Regions from separate parts of the Callithrix jacchus genome. Here region 2 is linked to region 1. A link is a contact called in public Hi-C data. All regions are on one chromosome and are shown on one strand. Each heading gives the region's core, a stretch centred on a gene start, on an enhancer-like site or on the middle of the called end of the contact. The rest is flanking DNA. Distances are from core to core; before and after follow the strand shown. Region 1 has its middle 27 kb from the start of ITM2C. Region 2 holds the start of PSMD1 (proteasome 26S subunit, non-ATPase 1).

Region 1 (5,071 bases), core at 1,865-4,364:
CAGTTGCACCTCCTAACCCTCAGCTGAGCTGGGAGTTGAGGGAGCAGGACATGAAAGGAAGTTGAGCAGCCTCAACTTGGGGTGAAAGCTCAGAACTTTGGATGACACCTTATGCGTCAGTGGTGGCAGAGCAGCCCTGGGGCTTGGTGGCAAGACAGTGGGCTCTGGACTACCAGACCTGAGCTTGAATCCCATTTCTGCCCTTTACTGGCTGGATGACTGTTTTGGTTATCTATTTCTGCATAACAAATACCTCCAAACCTCGTGGCTTAAAAGAGGAATCATGTGCTCAAGATTTTCCAGTTTGGAAGGGCCGAGCAGGGATGACTTGTTTGTGCCCTGTGTGTCATTATCTGAGCTGTCTTTAGGGAGGCAAGAAGATCTACTTCAACGACAGCTTCCTATCAATTCAGAGCCCAGCTGGGACTGTCAGCTGAGAGCCTCAATTCTCCTCGAAATAGTCCTCTTCTCTGAATAGTCCCCTCCTTGTGCCTGCTTGGGCTTCCCCACAACATGGAGGCTGGGTCCCAAAAGGGAGGAGGAAGCTGTCAAGCCTTCTTAATGTCTGGGCTCTGAAGTCCCAGAACATCATTTCCCCTGCATTCTGTTGAGCAAAGAAGTTGTGTGCCCATCCTAGATTCAAGATGAGGGGACATAAGCACCACCTTTTGAGGGGAGAAGAGGTGTGTGTGTACAGGGAGGGCAAGATTGTCTGTGGCCATCTTTGGATACTAGCTACCATAGCAAGCATGAGCAAGTTATTCAATCTCTCCAAGTCTCAGTTTCCCACTCTATAAATCAGAAATAAGAATAGCTATCTCACGTGGTTGTTGATAGCATTAGAGAAGTTCTCAGTGGAGCCCACAACAGTCGGAAGCATGTGTCTGTACCGCCCACGGCTCAAAAGAAATTCACTCTCACTTAGACAATCCTGAGCACACACAGCGTCCAGACGATGGTGGAAAACTTCTCCCACAAGTCTTTCAGCACCTGCTGCTGCCACCTCCTCTGTCTCTGCCCCCTCCCTGCCCCTAGTATCCTCACCCGCCAAATCCCCTCAGGCTTTTCTCCCCTTCTTCCTTTGAGTCACCCTGGAGATGCAGCAAGTGTAGAGGAATCTGGTCTTGGCTCTGGGTGGGTGTTTAGGCGGTGAGTCTCCCAGGTTGGGACCCATTGCTCCCTCCTACAGAACAATGCTCGCTGCACCTCTAGCTGCTCCTCAGGTGAATGCCCCTAGCTTCATTTTCTTGGATGCTCTGGAGGGCTCCCCATTGTTGTAGAAGTAGGGAAAAGGAGAAGGCTTCTAAGAGGAGGCCAGTCCCTGGCCCAGCCCCAGCCCCAGCCTGGGCAGCAGCTGAATCTGCTGCAGTTTCCGTGTACAGCAGCCTCCTCTCGAGCATGGGGCCCATCTGCAAGCTCCCAGCCCATGACCTGACCATGCAGTTTCAGTGGCAAGTCAGGGGGCAGGGCTGACCCATTCTGGGGGAGTTCCCGGACCTCTCTGGATTCAGGCAGTTAGAAGCAGTAGCTGCAGCAATTGGATGGAGCCCTGTGTAATTTGGGAAATGGGGAGGCTCTAGCCGGTCTGGAAAGCAAAAGCCCATTCTTTCTATTTTAAAATAGAAAACTTTTATTTTCTATCTCTGGTGTTCAGAGATGCCTGGTTAATGGGGGCCTGGGCTGCCTAGAGAGCTGTGGAGATGGGGGGGCCTTACAGCAGGAGGGCGGGAGGGGATAACATGCATCCTGTTTCAGGAGTGCCCCTTTCTCTAGGCCTCATGGAGGGTATCCAGGCTCCCTGACCACCCAAGGGACCCAGGCCTGCAATCCCAGGTTGAAACCCAGGCCCACCCAGGTTGTTTCTCCCTTAGGTGACCCCTCGAAGCAGAGCTGTCCCTGAACTCCTGATTCTGGTCCACTGTTACCCGGGAGACCACTGTCCCCAGGCATCCCCAGGCCAGGCTGTGCTGAGCAGAGGCTGTGCCTCCAAACCCAGGAAGGCTTCCAGTTGGATCGCCTCCGACTTTGTCTTCTTCTTGCTGCTGGTAATAAAACTCACATTTACCAGAATTGAGGCAAACAGAGTGGAAAGAACAGCATTTCAGTGACTTGCACCAAGTCCCAGGGCTTTAGTGGCCCCAGTTGGGCAGCCAAGAGCCTGGGAAATTAGATGCCCTGGCTCAGGAGGGCTATGTTCCACCAGTTTCACACATTGTCGCCCCTCCTTGGGGTCTCGGGTGCACGGCAGGTGCACGGCAGGCGCAAACACCACGTTCCCTGAGTCCGGGAGCTGTGAGGACACCCCCACCACTTCCACTTCCATTTCTGCACAGAGGTGTTGTCACAGTTTTCCAAATTGTGACGAGAATTTCCTTTGTGCATGCCATCATTCAGCTCACCCAGGCTGCAGACTGGGATGGAACCAAAACAGAATTGAGGAAGGAGAAGGGTCAGTCACGCATTCAACACCTATTCTTGAGCCTTGTTATATGCTGAGCCCTGTTGGGGACTGGGGACAGAGATGAGCAGCATGCTGGCCCTGTCCTCTAGGATTTCACAGACCTAGTGTCCCCAAGACAGCCCAGACTCTCCTGCCTCTTTACCTGGGTAGACCTGTTGTCTAGACCAAGTCATAAATCGGGCTTTTGGAGCATCACTGAGGAGCCTGCGGGGCGGTGGGCCCCGGGGCGTGTGCTGAGCATGGAAAGCTGAGCAAGAAATGAGCCCTCCTCTCCCCAGGAGGGCGGTCTAGAGGGGCAGAAGAAACTGGAAGTTTTGGACGGTGTGCTAAGTGTCGGGATGGGGGGATTCCAGGGCTCTGTGAGGACAGGTATGCCCACCCAAGCAAACCAGGGGACCCACGTGTTTGAGTCGTATTAAGTGGTATACTGTGTCATCAAGGACAATGTCTTCACAGGTTATTTAACCTTGGCAATGTTCCCGTCAGACTTCCTGTTCAGATAGAAGATGACTGGCCCCATACACAGCCGCTGAGGGTCACCCTCTCCCTCCCCAGCCCTGGGGGCCAAGAAATGGGACTAAGCTCCTTGGATTTATGACCTTCTGGCTCCTGCAGAGAGAGGAAGGTTGGGGCTTGACCAGGACACAGTGAGCTGGACAGATGCCTGTACCGTGTAGGCTTGAGACCACATTCTTCTTCTCTGGCTGTGGGCTGGGGCCGGGTGGACATGGTTCTCCTATGATGTTCTGCCACCCAGGTGTTTGCCACCCTCTCCAGGTCCTTTGGCAAAATTTCAAACCAAGCTGTTTGACCTTGAAGCTCCACCCACATCCACACCCTCAGCTGTGTCAGAAACTGTCCACTACAGGCAAGACGACAGGGGAACTGGAGCTTATGACTTCTGTTCAGCTTTATTAAATATTTGCTGAGCAAGTTTTAGAAGAGCTTTCAGGATTCCACAGAGGGGACTAATTCCACCTTTTCCTTTTAGGAGGGGCTAAGGACTGTCTCACTAGAGATGGCTGACCTTCCCTCCACCCAATGATGGCTCCAGTCTGATGGTGCCTGGCCGCCTGATAATCTCTTTGTGCAAACATCAGGAAGCCCTAGTCTCAGCTTTAGAGGCGTGTTCTCGATGAGGGCAGTGATGACTCAGTTTATATGACCCCATGCTCTCAGGTTCCCTTTCTGTCAGACACTTCTAATGTGCTCCTTTAGACCCTCTCACTTATCTGTGAGCCATTGGCCACTGGCCCCAGCCACGGCTGAGACTACCATGGACTCAGACAGGCTTCACTCAGGCATACCCAGTAGCCCCTGCCTCAGGTCCCAGCTGTGCACCCCTTAGGCTTGCCCAGACATTAGGATGGGAGACGCTGAACCCACCCATGCATGGCCAGCAAGTAGGCGCAATCAACACCCTTCAGGTGATCCAGTGCAAGCTGGGAGCCTATGCACAAATTCTCCCTTTCTCCCAAAAGGATGGCTCTGAGAAACATTTGTGCAGCTTCCCAGGGGATGATCCTCAGGATTGAGCAACTAGTTATGTTTGTTACCAACCCATAACACATGCTGGAGTTGGCTCCCCTTCCTTCTCAGCTACATTCCCCTCTCTCACGCCTGCTCCCCGGGGCCACCTCCCTACCAAAGGAGTGGCACAGAAGCCTTTGCTTCCCACTCTGCTTCCCAGGAAACCCAAACCAAGCCACTTTGAGTTCTGTCCAGAGCTCCACTTCCACTCCACGGGTCCTCTCAGAACCACAGTCAGCACTCAACGTGCCTCTAAGATGGGCGTGTGATCCTGGCTGGCCACTCCCGAGGGTGTGGATGTGGGTGGAGCTCCAAGGTCAAACCAGGCATGTGATCCCGGCTGGCCAGTTCCTCTGGCCACAGAACTTGGCTCAGGAACTGACAGGTGACCAATCTGAGTTTTCCCTGGGGGCTAATACATAGACACCAGGGATCTCATGCACCAAGAAGGCCACTGCCTTCCTCCTGTGCCAGAGATGATTCTGTCTCATCCAACCAATGGACTCCAGCTCCCCAGAAAGCCTTTCTCCATCATCCCAGCTCCCCAGGATCTTAGCTGCTTCACTGGTAACACCCAGAATCCTCAGCACAACTGCTTCAACCAGGTACTGCCTTGCTCCTTTGCACGGTTGTTAGGTTGTTTGAATCTGTTATGCAGCCGGTTATGTGTGTGCCTATTTCTACTAGGCACACACGGTTCTACCTGACAAACCACAGTGGATTCATTGTGCAATGAGGCAGGCAGGTGCCACTACATATAGCGAGGCACAGTATACAATATAAGGAACCACATTGCCCCAGTTTGCCTGGAGCTTTCCAAACTTTAACACTAAATAGACTTGGACCCCCTCAGTCCTAGACAGACTGGGACATTTGGTCACCCAGTTCCCTGGGGAGGAGCAGGAGGAGAGTGCTGTCTCAGAGCAGCCTCTTTTTATTCATCTTGAGACGGGGTCTCACTCTGTCACCCAGATTGGGGTTCAGTGGCACAATCACAGCTCACTGCAGCCTCAACTTCCTGGGCTCCCTACCACCTCAGCCCCCCAAGTAGCTGGGATGACAAGCACCCAGTTATCGTTA
Region 2 (4,363 bases), core at 190-2,689, 150 kb after region 1:
GGCTCGATGGAAGTGCCCCTGGAGAACAATATCCCAAAATCATCTGCTTATTTTGCATGCACATCTTCTCGAGCCTTGCCCTTCGATTTGAGCCACGGGCTCTTCAGAAGCGTTCAATCATTATATTTCACATATTTTAAACAACCACAGTTCAAGAATTCTATTTTCTTTTTCTTTTTTTTTTTTTGAGTTGGAGTCTTGCAATGTCACCCAGGCTGGAGTGCAGTGGTGCAATCTCAGCTCACTACAACCTCCCCCTTCCCAAGTTCACACAATGCTCCTGCCTCAGCCTCCTGAGAGGCTGGGATTACAGGCGCACACCACCACACCTGGCTAATTTTTTGTATTTTTAGTAGAGATGGGGTTTCACTATGCTGGCTAGACTAGTCTCGAACTCCTGACCTTCTGATCCACCTGCCTCGGCCTCCCCACACCCGGCCAAGAATTCTAATTTTTAAAAAAATCCACACATACAACAAAATGTGTTGTCAAGCACATTTAATTCACCGGCAACCACAAGACATTAATTGTGCCCCTAGGTTAGGTAGAAGGCCATAGAAATGAACTTGCCATCGCTGTCCAGTTTGGCTTGATAGTGCAAGGCCAGTGGCTTTAACAGATGCTACCGTTTGCCACTATTCTTTGTCAAGACTTTGTCAGTACTGACTCTTGAAATAAATTGGCCACTGAAGCTGTTATAAGACTGCAAATGGCCGTTGCAACTACCGTTTCAAATTTCTAAAGATGTAATAGAAACGAGAACCCACTGCCATCAGGGGAAAGAGGACCTGGGCAGATGGAAGGAAAAAATGAGAATGGAAGACATTTTTTCTCCCTTGGAAAGGCTTTCACCATGTAACTACCGCACATTTTAGTACATGGGTAACACTGGACAGTATTCCAAAAGTAAGTAAAAACTTTCATTGTTCAGCTTTATAATAAACCATGATTACTTGTGAATTTATTATGATAATAAAGCACTTCTGTGAGGTTTTTAAAAATTTTTTGAAGTTAGGCATTGCTTTAGAAAACAATTAAAAACCACTTTTCTAAGAAAACGCAGTTTGTGGCAGCCCCAATTCCGCAGGTATTGGCTGGTGAGAGATGTGCTGCAGCGAGACCTCCCAGCAGCAGGTGGCACTGCGCGCCCTGCTCGCACCTCCCCTCAACACCCTTTCTCTCAGCAATGGCGGGTGATGGTGGGGCCCTCTCTTTGCATGGGTGGCCATTCTAATGCCTAACCTCAGGTGCAGACCAGTGTTGCCACCGTGCGAGAGTCCTGACCTCTAGGAGGGTTAAAGAAAACAATGATGTTCTCCGTGTACCCTTCCGCGAGGACTCAGGAGGAGACCGCGGTGCAGAAGACGCAAGCCAGGAGAGAATTCGCGCCGGGCGGCAGGCGGGGCGGCGGGCAGCCCCGGGGCGAGCGGGGTCCTGGCGAGAAGCGAGCCGGCGGCCTGAGGAGGCGACTGACTGAGCAGCGCACCCGGGGAGCGAGGAGGCGCGGCGGAGTGAGTGGGCCCTGAGCTGACAGATACAAGGCGCGGCTGGAACTGCAAGCGAGCCGACCGGCGAGTGAGGGGCACAGCCATGATCACCTCGGCCGGTGAGTGCGGCCCCGAGCAAGCGCCGGGAGGGAGGAGCCGCCGCTGCGCCGGCTTTTAGCTGAGTCAGGGCCGGTGACTGGGCGCCTCCCGGCGAGGCGCCGGCCTGTGCAGCTCCTCACTGGCCGAGGCCCGTCCTCGGGCCAGGGGCTGGGAGTCTGGTCAGGCCACTGCGTGCTCCTGTGGCTTGAGGGAATGAGCCGAGTCGACCGCCTCGGCATCCCTCCCCAACCACACCCCCGTGCCAGGACCCGAGGGGTTCCTGGGCCTTCCCCTGACCCCAAAAGGGTTTCCGTTTTTTCTCTGCCTCCCATTCCTGGCCATGTGAGGTTGTCCAACCCCAGCCCTTCCCCGGAGGGGGTCGGAGTGGGATGGTCCCCTGTGCCACTGAACAGCAAGACAACCCCCGGGCCAGGCAGCCTAACTGCTGCATAGGTGCTTCTGGACGTGGCCGAGCTCCCTTCTCCGTAGAATGAAACCTGAAGTTAGGTTTGAGGTGGGTCGTTTCTGGGTCTGATCCAAGGATATTCATTCAAAGCACCCGGAGAACTCTTGTTTTCGATGAAGACCCTGAAGACGCCTTGGAGATACCTTTATACCGCGAGCCTCCTTACCCTTTCGAGGTTCTGTGCTCGGTTATGGATTTTCCATTCAAGGAAGAACGGATGGGTCTGCGGAGCAGATTGCAGACACGCAAACCATTGCATAGGTGGATTCTCGCAGTGACATTTGCAGTGGAGGAGGTCACAGAGATCGAGTTTCGGTTGGAGAAGCAAGCTCTCTCCTACATGTAGCTGTCAGAGCTCTTTTCCTTTGCCTGTTTACCTGCCTTTTCTTATTTTCTTACTCTGCTTAACCCGCAAAAAAGCTTTTTGTTGTAAACAAACTGGTGAGCAGAAGACAGTGTCTGTGTGTTAAGGTGATCAAAACTTTGTTTTTCTGGGGATGGGTTAAGGCAATTAGTGGTGATACTGGGAGACAGAGTAGTTATTTTCAGGCATTTGAATGGGTGTCGTTTGTACCTGGAATAAGACTTTTTGTCCCCAAGGGATACAGGTGATCCCGAGATGAATATTAGTTCAGTATTGGGAAGTTTTTCCAGTCAGAGCTTTGTAAAGATCAAATAAACTCTCAGTTTCTTGCCACCTCTAGGCCTCATTCTATTTCACATCCATCCGTTACCACTGTTTCTTCTAACGTGGCCCAAACCTTCATTCATCTCTTGTTTGGGTTACTGTATCCGCCGTAAGGCTTTGTTTTTCGACAACTACCTCCATACAGTCCGTTTCTCTTGTGGAATGTGCTTTTAAAAACTTTAGTCATATAATACTTTGCTTAAAATCCACCAGTGCTTCCATGGCCTTTAGAGCAGCGTGTCCAACCCTTTGAGTTCGAGGACTTCTTATCTGTGGTGGCGTATATGAAAATTATACACAAATCTTTTTCTTTTTTCTTAGCTCATTAGCTATCATTAGTGTTAGTGTGTTTTATGTGTGGCCCAAGACAATTCTTCCATTGTGGCCCAGGGAAGCCAAAAGGTTGGACACCCCTGGCATAGAGTAAAATCCAGACTCTTAAACAAGGACCCCCATGATCTGATTCCTGCCTTGTCTTGTAGTACTGTCTTCTTCCCTCAATACGGCCTAATCACACTGGCCTTTTTGCTCCTTCATTATGTCAGTTTCTGTCCTATCTCGGGGCCCTGGCACATTCTGTTCTTTTCTAGTCTTTTCTTCCTCAGGTTTTCCCTTAGCTTCTCAATCTTTAGTCTCAACTCAAATGTTATTCTTCCCTGATCACTCTATTAAAATGCGCTGACTCTCTCTCCATCACAGCTCTGTAATTGCCTTGTTTGTTTACTTGCCTGATTACTCTCTTTCTCTCCCTGGTAGAATATTGAACAGCAAGTTTGTTTTCACAATTCTTAGAACACTGCTGAGAACATGGCAGAAATTCAAAAGTATGTCTTGACAGAAGAGCTCAGCCAGCCAGTCATGGCAGTTAATCAGTCCTTTGAGTTTTTAATGTAGAAATTGAAAAAGCATTTGGTGACAATACAATAGACTAAGCCTCTTTAGGACGGCAAAACTAGTAATTTTTGAGGTTGTATCCTGAGATTCTGTGATGATCGTATAGTGTATATTTATGACTGTGATTCACGTTTATTGGATTACTTGTCAACTTCTGCTCCAAGTCTTTTGTCACCTTGTTTTCTGTTCTATGGCTCATGTTTATTTAGAATTTGTCCCAGGTGCTAAACAGGCCAGTGTCTTGGTTCTGGTGTGGATTAGGCAGTTTGTTCATTCATTTATTGACCAGGCAATTGCTAGGCACTAGCATACAGTGGTGAATAAGTGGTCAACATGTTCTATTCAAGAGGTTTGACTATGCAAGGGAGTAGAGAGATAGAGGTCGGTGCCTACTGTAGGGAGACGTGAAACTGAGTGAGGGTTTTGTTTTGTTTTGTTTTAAACAAAATACAGACACATAAAGGAAAGTTGTGCTAAGAAACTTTAAAACAATAGCCCCCCCACCTCATGTTCCCTATCCTGATCCCCAGGGGCAACTGTTCCCAACTTTTAAGCTATGTCTTCTGGAACATACCTCCATGTTTATAAATAACATCCAAATATTTCTGTCAATTGATTCAACAATTTTTAGATGGGTAGCTGCTCAGTTCCTATAATGGCATTTAGCATCCGTAGGCCTTTCCCGTCCTCTCCTCTCTCCAGAAGAGAGTTCTGTTTTGTTTTTAAGAT

What was found. Hi-C and Micro-C count contacts between places; a contact is called where the count stands out from the background.
Region 2: a Hi-C map of induced pluripotent stem cells shows a contact between it and region 1, with 2.0 times the contacts expected there. The contact joins the promoter of PSMD1 here to the enhancer-like site in region 1. A contact is called at or near these places in 2 of 3 Hi-C or Micro-C datasets (induced pluripotent stem cells and skeletal muscle).

Annotation. Positions count from the first base shown.
Region 1 is chr6:152,354,752-152,359,822 of calJac240_pri, forward strand. No RefSeq gene overlaps it. Among named protein-coding and RNA genes, the nearest start is that of ITM2C, 27 kb to the left of the region's middle. Within about 2 kb of position 3,115, at least 2 of the 16 cell types and tissues checked have an H3K27ac peak or open chromatin away from gene starts, as enhancers often do.
Region 2 is chr6:152,511,028-152,515,390 of calJac240_pri, forward strand. It overlaps PSMD1 (proteasome 26S subunit, non-ATPase 1), which reads left to right and starts at 1,440. Exons shown (of 25, transcript XM_002749882.7): 1 at 1,440-1,606. The coding sequence starts at 1,591.